Linked DNA regions of Zea mays: region 2 is linked to region 1. Evidence: chromatin contacts called from public Hi-C data. All regions are on one chromosome and are shown on one strand. The core of a region is the stretch at or near the end of the contact, and the rest is flanking DNA. Distances in the headings are between cores, read along the strand shown. Region 1 holds the start of LOC100284525 (zinc finger protein 2). Region 2 holds the start of LOC100280298 (choline/ethanolamine kinase).

Region 1 (5,726 bases), core at 2,258-4,757:
AAGCCCCCTGCCTTTTAGAAAAGCTGAGCGAACCAAAAGCACTGGTGCAGGCTGGAATCAACTTGATGTGATAACATCAGTATTCTTAAGCATCTTGTCACACACTAGGATGATATTGCTTCAGGAAACGACCGTTCAATGTCTTGGGCAAGTCTTCACCTTGCAATGTTTGTAACATGTAGGCGTTACCAGATATTACCTATGTGATCCTGTAAGGGCCTTCCTAGCTTGGCGACCATTTCCTGAATTTTCGATGTCTGCTCCTTAGTGACAAGATGGTCTTCCATACCAGGTCTGCTACCTGAAATGACATAGCCTTGACCTTCTTGTTGTAAGCTTTGACAACCATATTCTTCTCTTTCTCGATCTATCTCAGAGCCATCAATCTCTTGTCGGCCACTTCATAGATATTACCCATCATCAAATTATAATAATCACCGTTAGTTAGATCGTTCTGCCTGTCAAACCTGACAGCATTGTGGCTTATTTCAATAGGCAAAACAACTTCCTGCCCATAAACAAACTCAAAAGGAGAAACTTTAGTAGCACGATGTTTAGATATTCTATGAGCCCACAAAGCCTCAGACAAGACCTTATACCAACTCTTAATATCTTCTTCTTTATAAGGCTAATCAATATCCTATTACTAGACTTGGCCTATCCATTGGCCTGAGCTTAATATGGAGATGAATTGAGAAATTTGATCCTATATGATTCACCAAACTCATGTACCTCATTTGACATAGAAGAAGTCTCTTGGTCTGTGGTCAAAGTCTAGGGAATGCCAAATCTATAATGATATGCTCAGTTATAAACTCAGTTACCTCTCTATGTGTCATATTCTTCAAAACAACAGCTTCAGTCTAATTTGTAAAATAATCTGTGGCGACCAAGACAAACCAATGTTCCCTTTGACGATGAATGATGAATATCTCCTGCAAAGTCCAATACCCATCCCGGAAGGGCCAAGGTTTGATAATAGGATGTAATTCGGCTGCAGGAACCAACTGCAGGTCACCAATTTTTTGACACACTTGGCATCCCTTGTAGTACTTGAAACAATCAACTATCATATCAGGCCAATAGAAGCTAGATCTTCTCAACAGCCACTTCATCTTTGGAGCCGATTGATGAGTATCACAAATCCCTTTATGTACTTCGGCCATAGCTAGTATAGCATCATTAGAGCCCAAGTATTTAAGCAAGACATCACTAGTTGTTCGATAATAAAGTTCATTATCATTTAAAACATATTTGAAAGCTATACGCCGAACATTTCTGTCTATCCTAATACTAGGATTATGAAGGTAACTAATTATAGGCACCCTCCAATCAGTTGCATTAGCTATGTTGTCAGCCAAATTAATCAAGGAAACGTATCCAGCTGGCACTCGATAATGAAGGATATTTTGCCGAGTGTCTACTGTCCATGCTCTCAGCAGAGGGGGCTCCAATAGGCCCCCACATCAGCCTCAGTGCTGTGAGTCGCAAGCTGGCACTCGACAAAAGGAGCCTCTTTGATATACTTTGATAACTCGAGTTAGTTGATGTTCAAATATGAATTATTTGAAAAAATCAATTAAACGAACTAAATCTAATTGTTATATCAAACACTTTGATAATTGTACCATAATGGAACATATAGGTATATATATATTGTAGGAACATGCCATAAAATGTTTTATGAGATAAATAAAAATAAAATACACTTTACCGAGTGTAGGGAAAGACACTCGACGAACCCTTACTTTGTCGAGTCTGCCAGGGAACACTTGACAAAGAAGTCAGTTTGTCGAGTGTCAACTTCTGACACTCGGTATTGTTAACGGCTGTCAACTATAGACGGCTGTTGACAACCCTTTGCCAAGGGCCGGGTTTCGCCGAGAGCTTGACACTTTGTAAAGCCTCCTTTGCCGAGCGTCGGTGTATGCAAGCGTTTGGCTCACGGCAAAGAAGGTTTGTGCCGAGTGTCTTTGGTCGCTGAGAATGACACTCGACAATGCAAGTTTTGCCAAGTGGTCGTAAATTGCCCTCGGCAAAGATTTGGGCGCTCGACAAAGAGTCAGATTCCGATAGTGAACGTACCTGTATGAGTTCAGCTGCCACTCATGAAAGACCCTGTAATTGACTTATATGTTCCAAATAGAGGGGGGCCTTTTGGCAACCTTATATCAGGGATAGTCCATTGTTTAGCTGTCAAGAAGTGTATGTTTAACTTATCAGTCTCCATCGAAATATTGATATATCAAACAACAATGAAACTAAGAGTGTTTTACATGCTTCTTGGAATTTGGTGGATATTGTTAGAATATTTGGGATAAGAACCATTTATTTAAGATGATATAAATCCTAAGTCACATGTTTAAACTAGGAGTTATGTATAAGTAAGTGGGTGAATTATGGCTGCTAACTTATGGCTTGTTAAGTTACTAGTAACGACCATTTTGATGGTTGGAATTACTAGTAAGAGTCGTTTTTATGACCATGTTGGCTGCTATATATTAAGCTATTTGATAGCACATCTTCATCTGCTCTCTTGTGCCTATATAAGAGTACACAACTCTTCAATCGTGCAGGGTGAAAATATACTCTTGCTAGTTTTTTTTGCTCTTTTTTTCACGGTTGAGTTGCCTCATAAGTCTTCATCGTCCCAAATCTCCGCTCACACGGAGAGTTAGGAGAGCAAGCCCCCGAAACCTCCGTCCGCTGGAGACACTTGCCGGGTGCGCGGGCGATCAGGTTTTTGGGAGCGTCGCTTTGACTGCTCGTTTCAAGATCATCTTCATCATCCACTTTCTCGTTGCGGGATCGTCTTCTTAGTCTACTTCTCGGTGGACGTTCGCGGGACTGTACTGCGTCGGTCTATTCCTTTAATTGACTTTGTAATCGGCTATATCGAACATACACACAATGACTAGTCTGAATGGAATAACCAGTGTCTTGAGCATGAGCCCCTCCGCTGGTTATACCCTGATATCTTTTCTGATAAGTATGTTGTTTCTGTATAATCTCGGTTTAACTACTGAGACGAGTAATATACCACATTGCAAATATTTGTCATCACAAATTTAGCATGTTATTTCTAGATTAAATTTAATATGAATTGCCTAATTTCCTAACAGATATTCTTTTAAATACTCCAAAAAAAAACTTTGTAGCTGTTCGTTTCTTACAATTCACTACTCCAAGCAGGTTGGCAAGTAGCTAGCCCCTCTCGTATATATATAACACCTTTGCTCAGCCAGCAACCAGCTCTGCCGTTGGACCCTATCGACGAACGACGGACAAAATCTTTTGTCATTTTCATTCGTTTCTTTCCTTTTCTTCATGGAGCGCCTTATTTTCTAGACCTACGTATGTACCTGTTATTAATCTGAACCACCATATATATACATACGTACAGAATACAGATACATACGCTACCGCCTTTCCTGTGTCTCTCTCTACACTTGGCTGTAGATAGATACGTAGTATATATATACGTACTCGAGCATCCTGCGGTTGGTGCAATTGCGCAGCATTGTACACTGCTGTTACCAAAAACAGGCGAATAATAGAAGCTACTCTTCTACTCGCTCGTCACCTTCGTTCGAGGATCGAGCTCGAGCCAGCAGCTTTATTGCCTGCCGTGCTGTCCCCGGCCGCCATGAATACCAAGGGCAAGAGTGACCGCGGCGGGGAGGAGGGCGTCCTCGACCTCAACCTCTCCCTGCAGCGGACCCTGGTGGCGCCCGAGCCGGAGCCGCTGATGGGTTACTTCGTCTGCACCTACTGCGACAAGAAATTCTACTCCTCGCAGGCACTCGGCGGCCACCAGAACGCCCACAAGTTGGAGCGCAGCGTGGCCAAGCGCGCCCGCGAGCTGGCCGCCGCTCGCCGTGCGGGCCAGGGCGGCGAGCGCGCCAGTGCTGCCGAGGAGGAGGCGAGGATGGGCATTGCGAGGACGACGGTCTCATCACCAAGATCCTCCTCGTCGTCGCACCAGATCAGGATGTCGCCGGTGGCAAGCTGGAATAATCTCACCGACGACATCGACCTCACCTTGAAGCTATGATTGGCTGCGCGGGCGGCTGCTCGTCGGACTTTGAGGTTCTTGTCCCTGGGATGCATAGGACATATACGAGCAATCACTGCCTTGATCCCTCCGGTCATTTGAGCTGATCTCTTGTTATATTTTCGTCTGCTGATGATTAAGCCCCGATCTGTGTTGATGAATTTCCTGGACCATACTGCATGCCTGCATCGACTGAAGCTAGGCAGGTTCGTGGTTCTTGGTGATTTCCCTAGCTTGATCGATCCCACACACCGCGTTCACCCAGTACCCCATCTCTTTCATCTTCACTGCTGCCTAATGTTCTCCCCCTTATGTTTTAACATTATAGTTTAACTATGATTTACCTCTAGTATTACTTATCATGTAAGACATAGAAATGAAAACATGAACACAAGGTTAGGATTGCGGGCCAGCGCTAGCTTCAGGTGTACCTGGAGCAGCATGTATATACTCCCCATTACGGCCACGAGATTATCCAAACAAGGTCTAAAGTCACTAGGGAGAAGGAACTGCAGTACAGTATACACGGGCAGTACAAAGTACGTACAGTATGCATTGAGCTTCAGGTAAGGTGCACTCTATGACCTTAATTAGCTGTTAATCCTCGTCATGAAGCAATTATTGTTACGACGACATCACATCCAAGCGAAGTCTGTGGACTGTAGGTGTAGCATCGGTGTAGTAGGGTGTGTGGTCCAGTAGGCCTTAGCTCTGGCGCTAGGCTCATCTCTTTGTCATTGTCATTGTGTCCAATATAAAAGCACGTGGCATATTACCTCGATTCATTTGTCATTGTCCAAGTGGTGTGATATCAACCGAATAACCATAATAATTTCACTGGACGATGCGACATGTGCTTGTGCCACTTTGTGGAGAAAAAAAATACTCTCTCTGCTTTTTTATTTCTCATAATTTAGTTTAAAAATGAACTAGCTGGTGACAAATATTCGATAATGCATGAAGGTAGTAATAATTATAAAAGGAACTCGATCGATCGGGATGTGAATGAATAGACTGATTCTCCCACACTTAGGTTATTGATTCTGCCAAAGAGTTCCATGCATGTTGCTGTCTGCAACAGTCCTTCCTCGTGTAATGGCACTATCACCCTTCCTTTTCTTTTCTTTTCTTTTTGGATATATACGAGCCACACAGTTTCAAGAGTAAATATATATGGTGTATGTACATACATATATATGGTCAGAAACTGGTACGCATTTTATTTCCAGCAGTTAGTCAATGGCGTGATAGCTAGCGACCCTCCTTTATTTTTCTTGCTTATAAAAAAGTACACAAGACATCAAAATCAGATTACTTAATTCCTTATGTATAGGCATATATGTCCTTTTTCTAAAAAATAAAACATTAAGAATTGAAACTATACGATCGTTGTTTCCTAAATTCTACTTGAAGTTTATGCTCCAGATAAAATTGATCTTTGTGTCTGATCGATTAGAATATAAAACAAACAGATGCGCGGTGCTATATCTATATCCAATAGATGCGAGCCTGCATGCTCTTCTTTAGATAGGCAAACACAAGAGAGATTACATGGTATATACAACCGACCCCTACTTAGATACGAATATCCTAATCTATTCGTAAGACGGTTGCAATAGAGACAGGATCCTATACGGCTTATCTAACCTCAGGGAGGACCGAGGACAAAATG
Region 2 (5,603 bases), core at 2,689-5,188, 740 kb before region 1:
CGTACCCGCTCCGAGCATGCGTACACCAGTATAAACTCGTGAACAGATTCTCAGGCTCTAGCCATTTTTTAGCTCGGAGAGAAAGCTTTGTGCCAAGGAGAAGCAGGACTCCCTTTGTTTCTTGTACTCACCATACCGCAAGAAGAAGTATCCAAGATAGTCAAAGTCAATTGGGGATACCTTTGCCTGCATTCAAGTGCTAATCATAATGTTTTACCATTCACAGTATCGTTTACAGTACATGGGAATCAACCTAGGTGATCCAAGAAAAACACGTGTGCAGAATCGATAACCTTGCTCACCTGAATAAGGGCCCATAATGCCCAGTAAATGTGCGATGCTAGTCTGAAAGTGTTTGTTTCCACATAAAGTACTTCCATATCTTGTGCATCCACCTTTCAGTTGCAAGAAAAGGGGAAAAAACAAAGAATCATGAATTACATCAGAACAGAAAAATCCAAATGTTATGCCGTTGGTAAAAAAAAGAGAACTCTTGTATGTCTTTCGGCCTTCTATGAATGCCAAACATCTGAGATATCCATGTAGCTAATACATACAAATGCTAACTAATACATGTTCAGCTTAAGAATACTCTAAATGTTCAAACACATGTAGCACAAATGGAGGTATTACTAACTTCATCAAAAACAAGCAAAGACGATACTACTAGTAGCGTCAAATATATGTTACAAGAGTAAGTACTAGCAGAAAGCTTCATTTACTCTAGAAAGAATTCGAATTCCAAGAATAGATTTCAATTGGTTTTGTTTCACATACCTCACTAGGTCTATCAGTGTGTAGATAATTCCTGAAGAAGTGATACTGGGCATCTTTATCTGGGTACCTAAATACACAATCAAATGAATACTGCTGACTAAAAACATGACAACAGTAATTGCTTTTGAGTATTTCATTGACATGGAGAGAACTTACAAATTATAGTCACAATCAAATCCTGCATACTCATTGAAATGATTTGCAATGTCATAGCCACGGTAGCTGTATGACCCATACTCAAAATCAATAAAATATAGCTTCCCTGACAGAGGAAACAACAAGTACATAGCTACTACGGTAAGTTTTGCAAATGAGTAATAATGAAAAAGGGGGAAACTGGTACAAAGAAAAATATTTTACCTTCCAAATCATTGAGCATCAGATTTCCTGAAAGCAAGTCATTGTGTGCATAAACCACAGGCGCGCGCAGAATGTCCAAGAGATCCTAAAAGACGCATGGACACTGATGAAAAAAATACTAAGTACAGATAGTAGGAATTGGCAGGAATAACTGCTATCTTCGGTTTTAGTTCCCTAGTATGGGCCTAAACCCATCACCACCACAACCAGTATTTTGCTACATAACCATGTTACATAGATGTTCCCACTATACAAGGATCAACTACTATTTGTGCCCAAGGGGAAAAAAATAGGAAAACATCACTCTAAGAAGGGCAAAATGGCCCTGAAATACCAGAAGGCACATTGTCAACTTCAAGGTACCTTAAGTTCTTGAACTTCATCTTGTATTTCTCTAAATGAGATCTTTTCATATCTCTTCTGCTTCATGTTATCCTCAAACTTCAATGCTGCAGCTGCAAGGTGCATTTGATAGCACACATAAATATTATTTATGTTACTAACTTGAGCCAAGAAAAGTGTCATGTTTGAGATGCCATCAACATAAAAGCAAGTCTCGAATGAGCAACAAAAGTTACCTACCTTTCTTCAAAAACTTGAATATATCATTCCACAATTGTGGTTCTTTAGACCCTGGTATGTCTACTTGATGGAATTTGCGTAGCTCCTTGGCAATTTCAGCTGCTATTTTAGGTTCTTTCATGTCTACAAAACAAAATAACGAGGATCAGTAGATTTGTTTACAGAAGCATTTCATAAAACCTCCAAACATCCAAGGCTTCAAATTGGCATACCAAATCGTGGATAATGCTGACTACAGGGAAAGGAAAAAACATAAATCCTTTCAACTTGCATTTGAAATTGCAACTGAAACTACAAAGGAGAACAAAGAAACTATTGCACTAGGTTGATTAGGACCCCACACCCATATGTTATTCAGACAGGATCTATGCCTACCTGCTGGTGACAGTGTTCGAGCATAGATGAATGACTGAACTACTCCATTCTCAAATATTCCAAGTAGCCGAGCCCCGAACCCTGCAGCTGAGAGATATGGTATCGCCTAACCATGACGGTAATAGATGTATGCATTAGGAAATATTTTAGAACCGAGATAAATTATACTATGTGTACAGTCTAGGAACCCTTAAAAACTATCATTCTAGGTTAGCAATTTTCAGAGAATGAAATGAAATCCATTTGTCAGGGAAAAGGTACAGATATGAAACAAAAGGTAATGCACTTGGTAGGACAGATGCTACTACAAGACCATGACTATGCTATGTCTAGAAGAATTGAAAATATGCCACTATAAAAATATGACACCAAATACAAGGGGTCATACTAGACCCAATGTAGAATACTATAGGATGCAGGTTACTAGGTTAGTATAATATGACTATAACACACAATCTCGTACCACTCAGATTCTCACCTGCAATTCCCTTTTCCTATCAATCACCAAGTCCGTATTTGGTCCATACAACCGAACAGTAACAGAAGACTCATTGCCGTTGTCTTCTTTGACAGAAACCTTCAGCACTGTAGGTAATAACAAATAAACATCATGGACTATAAATTGAAAAAAAAAATTGCTGCACACAGGAAACCTTGCTCATGTGAATCATCCCTATGGGTGGCGGATACAGACAGCAGGCTGTTCTTACTTTCTAATGCTGCAAGCATAGTGCGGCAGATCCGCAGATGTGGCAATGACAGCAGAAATGATACAGGCCAAAGGAAATATTATGCAGCACCCCGGAGACTATCTAATCTAATCGCACACAGTTTGCAAAAAGCATTAGGTTCTGCTGCTTTATCAGTAAACGGGAACAATGAGGAGCAGGAAGCCGAAGCGGACAAATGGTCGTTACAGTAGGAGATAAAAAAGTTATGTACTCATGTCAACGATGTGGAACATTTCAATGTAACTATTATGCACTATTCATTTCATTTACTACAATCATCATGCTGCTCAGGCGAAAAAGGCGAGGAATTCTGAATGGCGCTACAAGCCATGCCACAACAACTCACATAGATTCGTGATGCCCCCGGACACGGTCTCGATGGAGAAGAGCGAGCTGTCAATCGACGACCACCCTTCGACCAATTCCTTGCAGAGAGCTCTGAAAAAGCACCAGGAATCCCCAGATCAGAGAGCCTTTCCGTGCATCAGCACACTCCTGTCTCCCACACGCTCGGAGGCATTTTCTCAAACACTACCGGCTCGTTCCCGAGCACGGGTACGACGCCTCGCGATCGCGAGTACCCGAACATGACACGACCTCACAGCGTGACCAGGCCGGGCGCAAGCGCGAGCGCGAGCGCGAGCCGAAGCAAGAGGATCGAAGATAGATGTGGGGACGGGGTACTTGCATGATGCGAGGCGACATCTTCAGGAGCGGCAGCGAGATGTCGACGGAGGCCGCCGACGTGGGAACCTCCGCGGGGGCCGCGGCCGACACAGCCGTGGTGGTCGCTTTCGCCTCTACCCCGCCGCCATAGCCGCTGCCGGCGGCCATGCCCGCGCCGTTCCAGGCCCGTCCCTCCGATCCCATTCCCCTCGCGGTCGAGGACACGCCCTGTCACCCTCCCTCGGCCTCTCCGGGGTCCGCGCGCGCGAGGGATCTCGTTGCGCTATTCCTAGCTGGGAGACAAGACAACAAGACCGGGCCCGAGCCCACCCGACTCGATTCGATTTCGATCGGAGGCGACTAGGCGTCTTGTCTCTTGTCTAGGCGAGGCGACGCAGGCGAGGGGAGCGTGAGCCAGTGACCGTCCGTGAGCGCAGGCAAAGCCGCAGAGGCAACAGGCAAGACAGTGAGCGCGAATCCGAACAGCGCGCGTATATAACGCCCACTCGAGTACTGAGGCCGCATGGCGGGCCCGAGCCACGGTCGGTCGCGTGCTCGCGCCTCGTCCCGACCTAACGCGTGGCGTGCGCGTCTGTCCCACTGCGCGCGGGCGTGCCACCGGAGAGCGATGGGCCACAGGGCCATGGACATGGACGCCGGATATTTTGGCCCGTGGGATCTGAATCGTTGTCGGCTCTCCTCTGGAGAGATGACAATTTGCTATAAATTTTACACTATAAAATTTAAATATCATATTAGAATCTAGAATCGAATTTAGTGCTTTAAGTAGGAATAAAAATGGTAATTTGAACTGTTAGGACAAATTTAATATTTTAAAATAGATATATATATATATATAATTTGATATTGATCTTTTTTATATTATCAAGCACATTAGTACAAATATGAATAAAATATTACATAAATTGTTTTATGTATTATTTGCTCCCTACAACACAAAAAGTTGAAAAAATTACCGAATTTATTTCCGAATCCATACCGAAGTTTATATCTATTATTTAAAAAAATATATGATAAATTTGAGGTTTAACTTTTATGAATCTTTAGAAGCTGAATGTTAAAAACAAGAATACAAATTTGTATTATAGATTCTATATCCTATTTATTCACAATCAAAGAAAAACGACTAAAAAACTGATTACCGAATAAATAATGTTTCCGACCGTTTTCATCCCTAGCTCTAAGTAATTATGAAAAATTATTTGGACCATGATTTATTACCACCCCTACTTCTTGGGTCTCCGTTGTCCTATGTCGTCATGGGTTTGTTTGTCGATCTTTTCGGGTCACGAAGTTGCGATTACGAGACTGGACAAGATATTTTGTCGTGTACTATGCTCTTGTTGTCGTGTACTATGCTCTTGCTGTTGCTGAGGTCATGTTTGGAATCGTTAGACCGTGTCCAATAGATAATAAGGATGCGTCAGGTATGACTTGCACCAAAACAGCTTTAAGCTCTAGCTTTTCCTCTAAAACAGCTTTATAGTAGAACTAAAGGCATTTTATAAATCGTTTGACATAAACAACTTATCATAGAGTCAGAGTCATTTTCTTATATTAAAGTGTCAGCGCCAAAGCCGGTGAAGGTATTGTTTGTGGCTTCTTCTTCGTAGTACAAAAATAACTATGACCTTTAGATGCTTTTAGTAGTAAATTGTTTTTAAAAAAAGAGTGATTGACACTGCTCAGGCTTTTTGCTAGAGAAAAGTTAGAGCTAAAGCCCTGCCAAACGGGCTCTAAGATAGGAGGTGGAATAGAAGAGTCGTTGTACATGTCCTTACATATCTAACAATTGTTAGTTGAGTTGAACATGTTAATAAACTAATTGTTACAAGGTATTAGCTAAAGGTGTCTGACCACTAATTTTAGCTCTAAAGATTTTAACATAGCTTAATGCGAGTGAGTGGCTCAAGCACCGCGTCTCTGTTTTTTTTACTGGTAAGTGTGATCAAATTGAGATTATGATTATTACTCGCAAAACCATAGACGAACAAAAACATGAAACACAGCCTTTAGGTCATCTATTTTGAAACCAAAAAGGATTAGCTATATGTAAGTCGGCTACGCTCCTTATAGCGCAACAGTTTTGTC

What was found. A called contact is a pair of places that touch in the nucleus more often than the background predicts.
Region 2: a contact with region 1 is called in a Hi-C map of bundle sheath, with 2.3 times the contacts expected there. The contact joins the promoter of LOC100280298 here to the promoter of LOC100284525 in region 1. A contact is called at or near these places in 2 of 25 Hi-C or Micro-C datasets (bundle sheath and endosperm).

The regions. Positions count from the first base shown.
Region 1 is chr2:188,229,565-188,235,290 of Zm-B73-REFERENCE-NAM-5.0, reverse strand. It overlaps LOC100284525 (zinc finger protein 2), which reads left to right and starts at 3,507. Exons shown (of 1, transcript NM_001157420.2): 1 at 3,507-4,275. The coding sequence starts at 3,647. The coding sequence ends at 4,054.
Region 2 is chr2:188,971,373-188,976,975 of Zm-B73-REFERENCE-NAM-5.0, reverse strand. It overlaps LOC100280298 (choline/ethanolamine kinase), which reads right to left and starts at 3,938. Exons shown (of 11, transcript NM_001153225.1): 1 at 3,514-3,938; 2 at 3,172-3,263; 3 at 2,573-2,679; 4 at 2,095-2,200; 5 at 1,720-1,842; 6 at 1,501-1,592; 7 at 1,138-1,222; 8 at 934-1,039; 9 at 778-844; 10 at 303-395; 11 at 1-186. The coding sequence starts at 3,695. The coding sequence ends at 58.